Regions from separate parts of the Mus musculus genome. Here all the other regions are linked to region 2. Evidence: chromatin contacts called from public Micro-C and promoter capture Hi-C data. All regions are on one chromosome and are shown on one strand. Each heading gives the region's core, a stretch centred on a gene start, on an enhancer-like site or on the middle of the called end of the contact. The rest is flanking DNA. Distances are from core to core; before and after follow the strand shown.

What was found. Promoter capture Hi-C pulls out the DNA fragments that hold promoters and counts their contacts. A called contact is a pair of places that touch in the nucleus more often than the background predicts.
Region 1: a Micro-C map of embryonic stem cells shows a contact between it and region 2, with 8 times the contacts expected there. The contact joins the promoter of Fndc3b here to the promoter of Ect2 in region 2. A contact is called at or near these places in 2 of 39 promoter capture datasets (liver and pre-B cells), 2 of 484 Hi-C or Micro-C datasets (both in embryonic stem cells) and 1 of 9 other capture datasets (adipose tissue).
Region 3: a promoter capture Hi-C map of hippocampal neurons shows a contact between it and region 2, with 4 times the contacts expected there. The contact joins the promoter of Nlgn1 here to the promoter of Ect2 in region 2. A contact is called at or near these places in 1 of 39 promoter capture datasets (hippocampal neurons) and 1 of 115 datasets of contacts at active chromatin or transcription factors (astrocytes).

The regions. Positions count from the first base shown.
Region 1 is chr3:27,709,041-27,711,859 of GRCm38.p6, forward strand. Fndc3b (fibronectin type III domain containing 3B) reads right to left here and starts at 1,412. Exons shown (of 26, transcript NM_173182.3): 1 at 1,306-1,412.
Region 2 is chr3:27,152,228-27,155,392 of GRCm38.p6, forward strand. It overlaps Ect2 (ect2 oncogene), which reads right to left and starts at 1,651. Exons shown (of 24, transcript NM_001177626.1): 1 at 1,476-1,651. It overlaps 1700125G22Rik (RIKEN cDNA 1700125G22 gene), which reads left to right and starts at 1,799. Exons shown (of 3, transcript NR_040548.1): 1 at 1,799-2,083; 2 at 2,513-2,704.
Region 3 is chr3:26,152,665-26,155,662 of GRCm38.p6, forward strand. It overlaps Nlgn1 (neuroligin 1), which reads right to left and starts at 1,322. Exons shown (of 6, transcript NM_001357096.1): 1 at 601-1,322.

The sequences.
Region 1 (2,819 bases), core at 162-2,661, 560 kb after region 2:
AAAAGCACATGCAAGTTTAAGGACAATACTAAGAGAGCAACTTTTTAAAACAATAATCAACGAGGCCTCACTTTTAGCCAGGCTGCCGCGTATCTCGCGTCTCGGTAAGCATGAACTCCGGTTGGCCCTCCTGGCCAGAAGCATGTCCAGGGACTTTACCCTCTTCAACAGCTGCTCCCAGGGAGCCAGGAAATTTACTGAACCCAGTCTTTACTGCATCCACAGTCAGCCTCCAACGAGGAGCGAACCAACAGCCCCCACACCAGTCACAAAACCAGGTCAGAGTTGCTATGCATGCATGCGCTGTGTGGCATAACTCAAGTTCCCAGGGTCCCAGCCGATACTTGGAGATGCGGGAGCGCCACGCACTCAAATCTGAACAGAGCAGTGAAATTTTGCTCAAAACCTGACTTTCTTTTGTACTGTTTTGTTGTTGTTTTAAAAAAGAATGTTATTCCAGAATGGATTCCTTTTCTTCCGGGTCTGTCTGCTCCTACTAACTCTCTGCCACAACCAGGGTGCCTCCCCTTTCCCAATGCCCCACCTCTTGCCACATTTATAAAAAAAAGAAAAAAAAATGGCACATTCCCTCTCCCCTAGCTTCTCCTAGTAAGGCCTGGAAACTGGAGGAAATTCAAATCAAATTAGTTGCACATTAAAAAATAAACAGACAAGCAATCAAGGGTGCCCACCCAACAAAAGCCCTCGCCAGTTCCAAAATATGATTAAGCCTGGGAGGGAAGAGGGGGAGGGGGACTAGCCGGGATGGAGATAAACGTGTGCATTTTTGGCCCCAGCGTCAGCCTCATCGCGGCCAAATTCTACATTTTGTTTAAAGAAAACGCTGGGCCTGAGAGAAAAGAAAATAAAAAGTTGTAACTTTTAAGGAAGTCTGCAATCCGCACTGTCTGGATAAAATGCCAGTGCTTCCTTCGTCTGGGATCGCCGGGTGGGAGCCGAGATTCGAAAAATCTCCAACCCCAGCCGTTCTCTCCGGGAAGGCGCCCGGCCAGCGGCGCCGCCCGGCGGCCCAGCCAGGTCTCCCGGGACGCTCGCAGAGTCCCCCAGGCTCCCCAGGCCGGGCGCTGGGGACGCTAGGCGGTCACGGCCCCGGGCCCCGGGCCCCGCTTTCCGCGAGGACTGACAGGCCCTTCCCACGGCAGCTCGTTCCTGCCTGCCATCCGAACCAGACGGTCCCCGCGGCCCGCCCAGCCCGCCCGCCGCCTCGGGGCGCGGATTCCACCCGCTGGGTCTCCCGGCCGCCCCACCCCCGGCAGGGGCGCCCCTCGAGCCTGACCGACTGACCCGCGCTCCGCTGGCCCACACGCACCGGGTCGTCCTCTGCTTCCCGCCGCGCCCCGCTCCCCCGCCCGAGCCTGCAGCCGCCTGGCTCGCCGAGTCCAGCCGCGGCCGCCGGTTCCCGCCCCCAGCCCGGGGGGAGCCCAGGGGGCAGGACGGGGAGGGAGGACGTGGCGCGCAGAGGTGGCCAGAGGCGGGCGGGGAGTGTCCCCAAGAGGCCCCGGCGGGGGCGGGGGCGACCGGTCGCCCAGGGACCCTCCCCGCGAGCATCCCGGGTCCCGGGTCACAGCCCGGCACCCCCAAGGGGGCCAAGGCAGCCCCGAATCCCAGCTCTGCGCGCACGCACGCCCTCCTCCCTCCACCATATGGAAATCTACAGCCTCCCAAAGTGACACGTCGAAGATTCCTCGGCCTGGCCGCGCGCCCTCCCCCTCCCAGGCAGCGGTCCTGCCGCGGGGATCTGGGCGGGGGAGCGGATTCCTCGGAGCGACGGCCCGGGGAGGAGGGGAACTGCGAGCCCCGCATCCTCCGCTTTCTTCCCGAGCGAGCGGGGGCTGGAGGGGTCGCCCCCTACCCGGCCGGGAGCTTCGGGCAGCCGAGCGGTCGGGGCGCGACCGGGACTCGGCAGCCAAGTTTTCCTCGGGCATCCCCGAGTGCTCCGGGGCCGGGAGCGCACTCGTGCAGACTCGGAGTCCGGCCGGGCTCCGAAGCGCAGGGACCCGAGAGCGACTGTGGGTGGCACGTCCCCCGGCAGCCCGCCGCCGCTCCCGCACGCCTTACCTCCCCTCAGGCTGAAACGGGGCTCCGGGTGCCCGCAATCCGGGTCGCCCACGCCGTCCCAGCCAGCCGCCCGCGGGATCCCCGCCGTCCCCTGCGCCGCTCCCGCCGCTGCTCTCCGCCGCCTCCTCCGGCCGCCGCCGCTGCTCAAATAACTACCAGGAGGGTTTGATGGGGGATTCCGCCATGTCAATGATGTCGGGACCACATGGGGATTCGGGCCCCGCCCACTGCCGTAAGCCTCCCAGTACACGCGCAACTACAAGAGCAAGCTCGCGGTAGCTCGGCGAGGCCTCCCTTTACCATAAGCCAAGCCAGGCTACACACAGCGGGGCTTCTCTTGTCTGAGCTGAAGAGAACTGGGAGACTCTGAATGAGATTCTGGAATCATCACTGCAAATGCAGTATTTGCTCAGTAATTACTAAAGCTGACTTGTTATTTTTCACTTATAACACATATTTCCTTTTCCAATTGTAATTCCCAGAAGAATCTTTCAGTGATTTTTTTTTTATTCTTTTAACTTCCCACAGCATTTTGCATAAGCAAATTTTATGATACCAAAATTTAAATGTCTATTGTCCCTTTCAGTTCCGGCTAGACATCTTTACTCGAAAGACTAAAGACAGTTCCTTCTAGTTTTTATTAATATTTAGTTTGGGCATACTTTATTTCTATTGTAAAAATGAATGTGTGTGTGACCTCAGGTATACACATGCCATGGTTTTTGTGTGAGTTTTAGAAA
Region 2 (3,165 bases), core at 401-2,900:
TGCATCCCTGCCCAAACAAACAAATATGCCTTAGCCTTCTGAAGTGTTCACTACCATGTTTGCTTTTTTTTCCAGGAGAAAAAAAAAAAACATGTATTTTTATTTGTTTTTCAATCTCCCAGTCCAAAGGGGGAAAAGTGTGGTAACACAGCCTACAATTATGTGCAACTGTGTGCCAAAGCTTTACAATGCACCTTTAAGGATACTTTTAGTTTACATGATCCTCTTAAAAAAAAAAATCACCAAACAACTGACAATGTGTGGCCTAAAATTCCAGCACCCACAAAACAGAGGGAGGAGATACATAACTAAACCCTTTCTCACTACACCCCAAAACACTGGAAATGCTTAAATACACAGATCATTTATTACCAAAACAGCTCCATAATATACAGCAAAAGAGCTACACGCTACACTAGTGATACAACCAGCATCTAGCACCCAACATCACCGCAAACTTAAGTGCACCAGGTCACTTTCTTCCTTTTCACATATTCTACAGACCTTTTAAAAATAAACACAACGGAATCGTGATCATAAAAACAATCTATCTTTGACTCGGGATGTGACTCAGCTGCAGTCAGTGTGCATGAAGTCATCCGCGGGCACCTCAGAAACCAGGTAAGGTGAAAGTACACCTGTAATCCGAGCACCCAGAAGAGGGGGTAGAGGCAGACAGAGTTCCTTGTCACCCTAGGCTCCACAATTCAAGTCTATGCTGGGGTACCTGAGATCTTGTCTCACAAACACATGGATTCTTTTAAACAAATAGTCATTTCAGCTTTTCTTTTAAATAAACCTTTTTTTTTTCCATAAACACGTCACACCAGAGTAAGGAACCCAAACTACAATAGTGTATACGTTATTGATAACAGTGCAATTAGCGATTCTCATTTACTTAGAGCTCAATATTTTAGTCACTATCTTAAATCTTTCCCTTGCCACTTTTTAACGCTTGCAGCCATCCTAAAAGACAAATGTCACTGTCATATCCAGTTTGTGGCTAAGGAAGTTGCTCACACAGCGACTCCTAGCCGGGTCTAACTGAGGGAGCTAAGTTAACCGCTAACCACACACATCTGTGGCCAGGAAGGGGCGGGGCGGCCTGTGTTTTATATTTTTAAAAATTGAAAATCGGAATTCTACAGGAATTCCAGAGGGAAACCACAAAACAATCAAGGCAGCTCGGGGCTGCGGCGGGCGGGCGGGAGGCCAAAATCCCGGTCCCAACTGCGCCCTTCACCCTGAGGCGCCGGACAGAAGCAGAATAGATAGAGAGCCCAGCCTCCCGCAAGGAAGGGCCGGGACGAGAGCAGAGGGCAGGACAGGAGGCGGATGTGGGGAAGGAGGATGGAGGGGAGCGGGACAGACAGGTACGCAGCCGTGGGAGCTCACCGCGGCGGGGGCGCCGGCCTTGGTCGCCACGGCCCGTGCTCAGTTCCGGGTTCCCGAATCCCTTCCCGTCCCCCACTCACCCCGCAGTCCTCACCACGCTCAGAGATTTTAAAAAGGAACCACGACGGCGCAGTCCTCGCTTATCCTTCTCAAACACTAAGTCTCCCCCTCACAGGCGCCGCCATGGCTCGAGAGAGGCTGCCGCCTCCGATTCAAAAAAATCCAGTCGCTCTCTCTAAGAGCCATGCTGATTGGCGCGCTCTGTCAACCTCCTTTTGATAGGCTGGAACCTCGGGCGGACTGCCGATTGGTCAATCCCAACGTCTGCCTTCGGGAGGCGCCGGCTGATTGGTTGTGAGTGTGTTTCAAATCCGGTAAACGGCTGGAGCGTGCGAACGTCGGCGGAGTGCCCGGATGTGGGCTTGAGGAGGCGTGGCTCTGCAGCGCCTCTGGATGCAGCAGGTGTTTCTGTGGTTACCGCTTGTTTACTCCGTAAACAGCCCAGTTCCTGATGAACGGTCTCTCTGCCATCACCTCCAACTTCAAGAAAAAGTACCAAGCACCGCAAACCGATCCGCTCTTACTACTAACCAGATTTTATTTTTGAAGACAAGCTTGCATCTGAGTAATTAATATAAAAAAGTGTATAAGGAGATTTTAGAATCTCCTGAAGCAAAACTGCTTCTGGGTGGGTTGCTCCCTCCCCACCCCAACTCCCAGCTTAGGAATGTTAGTGACTGTGCTTGGAAGTCTAGAAAAGAAGGGATTGTTTTACCCCTGGGATCAGTATTGCTATTTTGAAATTTGTTTCTAGATGGAATGTTCTATAATACAGTCGCCTAGGCATACACTTCTAGCTGGGTGTGGTCTCAAAGCCTGTACTAAGGAGGACAAGACCAGCCTAGGCTATAGGAGACCAGGACTCAAAACAATTATTTTTCACTTTCAAAACCTTACCAAGTGTTTGGATCGGTTGCTAGGCCCCAAATCTCATTAAGAGGTTTTTAAAGCACTTTTGAAATTTAGATTGATAAATTTTATGTGTCTTTTTGCCTATACATATTATTTTTTCCTGAACGTATGTGCATTTGTGAGTGCCTGCTGTCCTTGGACATAGGAGGAGGCCAGATCCCCAGAGACTGGAATTACAGAGAATGATGAACCACCAGGTGGGTGCTGGAAATCAAACTCACGGCCTATGTGTGAGAAACAAACGCTTTAAACCACTGAGCCAACTCACTTTAAGCCCAAAATCTACTTTAAAACCAAAAGAACTTCTTGACAGCCTAAGCAGTTCGACAAGTCTACGGTGAGTTCATAGAATGAGTAAAACAATCTATAGTTTTGTCTGTCTGGTTGGTTGGTTTTTAGGGTTTTTTGCCTACCAGTATCTATGGCCTGCCAATCACTAGAATTCCGCACTAGCCTTTGGAGTGGAAGAAAGGAAAAATCGGCCTGGACCTTGCCCAGAGAAGTGTGCTTGCAATTTAAACTGGGGTGTGTCTGGCATTCCAAGCATTCTCCTCACTAAAGTAGAAGGCAGCCGCCTCCTTTGTGCCCTGCCCGAGGAGAGCTAGCTTCCCAGTCTGTTGGGTGAGAGTGTAGGATTGCAGTGCAGGAAGGCTAGCTTAGCCTCTTACAGCGAGGGCAGCCCTTTGGTGAGAAATGAACAAGAGATACTATCTTCACCTGCAGGTTGTTATTTACTCGGCAAATCTGTATTAAGTGTAAGAAAGTATTTGCTTGGGGGAAAGCATGAATAAGGGATAG
Region 3 (2,998 bases), core at 72-2,571, 1.0 Mb before region 2:
AAAAGGCAGTCACAAGATAACCTGAGTGGCAGAATCCTACTTCTTTCTCCAGGACCAGATGCAGCGACTGTAACCCTTTAGTGCCCGACCGAAAGAAGGAGGTGGTGGGGAAAGGCAGAAAGAAACAGAGGGTGGGAACATCGGAGCTTATGAAAAAGGCCATCCTCTTGCTGACTGCATCCCCAGCATTCCCCCAAGAAGCTTAGACAGCCTGGGAAACTGGGCCGAGGCAGCATAATGAAGACCGGAGCTCTCCCCCAACCCCCCAAGCAGGATTTTCTAAAGCACTGGCTGCCTCCTCTCCTTAAAGTATCTCTAAGAGAAAAATCTCCTGGTCCAAGAGGGATCTCCTTACTGAGAGATTTTTTTTTCCCCCCAAGGCAAAGTTGAGAGGCAGAAGGCTGCTTGGCTTCCCCACTGACGCCACAAAACCCAGGTTTTGAAGCTCGGTGCGAGCGGAGAGGTCGCGATGCCTGGGAGATGCGCGAGGTGGGCTTCCAGCCTGCTCGCCCCATTTCTCCGGCGCCGCGTCTGCAACCCCTTCCGCACAGTGATACCCAAACCCGCAGCCCTCTCCCGAGGAAAGAGGCACAAACTTACCCTCAGGAAGACACGTCCACCGAGGGAGCCCCCTCATCTTCCCCCAGTCCTCTTTCCATTATTCAAGGAGACAGTTTTACCAACACTTCCCGTCAAATTCAAGCCGAAACGGTCAAAGTATTTACCAGTTTGCAGATGCTTTCTTTTCAACCTCTGGAACTGGGTAATTCTTGTTTCAGAATTCAAGATGCTTCCTTTATTTATTTATTTTTTTTTTCTTTAAGCAGCCGCAACCCCAGATCCACCTCCCCCTCCCTCGTTATTCACCCACGGACACTTCCTAAACGTGTGGATTGATGCTTTTTTTCTCTCCAGATGCTGCCAGGATCCAGAATCCTGGAGAACCAAAGCCGCATCCGTGTAATTCCTACCATCAGGCAAGAAATACAAACGATCAAACAACGTTACTTCTTTGAGCTGCGATCAGATAATCCTACTAATCCAATAGATTTATCTCGATTGGAAATTGACCTCAAAGATGAATCCCCAGTGCTCGCGTCCAGTAGAACGATTCCGTAGCCCTATCCGGGTTACCGAAGGGCTGTGGTTTCTTTCTTTCCTTTCCTTTTCTTCTTTCCTTCCTGCCTTTTTTAATTTTTTAAAAATCTTTTTGGATTCTGGGTGCACTGCTCGCAAAAGAAAAAAAAGAAAGAAAGAAAAGAAAAAAATGCCGAGGACCCTGGTTTTCCCCTAATACAGGTTTCTACTCCAAATCGGTGCAGAATGAAAAATGATACAAAGGTACCCCTAGTGGCTCGCGGCGATATTGCAGGGAATTCACTTTTTTCCTCCATCCCCTCTTCACCTTTTCCACCCCCTTCTTGGTCCCCTGGCATCTAGGAATAACTTGCTGTTATAGTAACCAGGGTGCTGAACTCCAATCACTACGAGTAAAATGAAGCTGTCTACTAAACAGGTAGGATGGGTTTTGCCTTTTACTGGAAAACTGAAGGTCTTTTCGACATTTAAAGTTTTTCCCCAATAACATTTAGTAGCTAATATGTCAACTTAGGGAAGCACTATGATTTCAAGGAAATATATTTGTTTCCTAAACACCCATAGTTAGCAGTTAGCATGCACATGCGCTCACACACACACACACACACACACACACACACACAATTCTGTTCTTTTGAAATGTATTGTTTCAGAAAACCATTTAACCTTTTGTTTCCTTTGAATAAATATAATAAAGGATTATCTAGATAATATTTTATCATTTGGAATTTTAAAATATCTTCAATTAAATCTACTTTTTATCTGTGTGTATATGCATGCAGAAAGTTGCATGTGCAAGCACATATGCCAGGACCTATGTATGGAAGTCAGAGTATAACTTTCAGGAGTCTCTTCAGCTCCCTCTATTTAATGGACCCTGGGGACCTAAATCACACCTTCAGTTTGATGTCAAGCATTTTTACCCACTGAGCTATCTTGCCAGCTCTCATTTTGGAATGAGATTTATTTGGAATATATGTGTATGTTTATCATTTTACTCATAGATGTTCATGCACCTATGCACATGCTCCCTGTGTGTGCAGATGCCTAAGGAGGGCAGAAGTCATGCCCTAGAGCAAGAGAGATAGGCCTTTGAAAGCCATCCAGCAAGCATACTAAAATTTGGGTTATCTATAAAAGCAGTAAGCACCCTCATTGTGAAGCCATTTCTCCAACCCATTATCTTGGATTTTTTTATGTCTGCTCAGAAAAGCAGGCACAACGTCTGAGTGCAGAGAAAGGGCAACACCTGACCATCATGACCCAGGTTTCCTGGATGCTTTCTTGAAACCTTTAGAGTTCAGCGGCCTCTGCATCAGCACCAGGAGTTCTGAGAGATTCCAAAGAAAGGAATCAATGCTGTGAATTTCAGGCCTCTTTGGCAAAGCAGTATTCCGCATAGTCTCACAAACAGTGTCTATCAATAAGCCAGCAATCTTTTTAAAATGAAGATTCTAGGTCTTTAGGACTGAGATTCTCCAATTTTAACAAGCCCTCTGAGAACACTTTGATTATCAAGGGCCTGGTAAAATACAGAAGTTGGATTCTCTTTCATGCTGATGGGTTCTGTAGCTGCAAAAACTAGAAAATTTTTCTTAACTGACTAAATAATTAAGCCTTTAAGTGTGTGAACTGTTAAAGAGTCAGGAGACATTTCTTCTACCACTAGTTTTGCTGTTAATTGGCTATGTGACTTTGAGCAGTAACTTTGCCTATGGTTAATTTATCTATTAAAATTCAAAATAAATCAACAAATGCATATGTTCCTAGATGGAAGATTCAATATCATAAATTAATCTATAATACAAATAAAATTATTATTAAATATCACTACACTTTATTCACAGAACTTGAAAAGTTGGGTCTGAAATATGTATGCAAAAGCAAATGATAAAAAAAA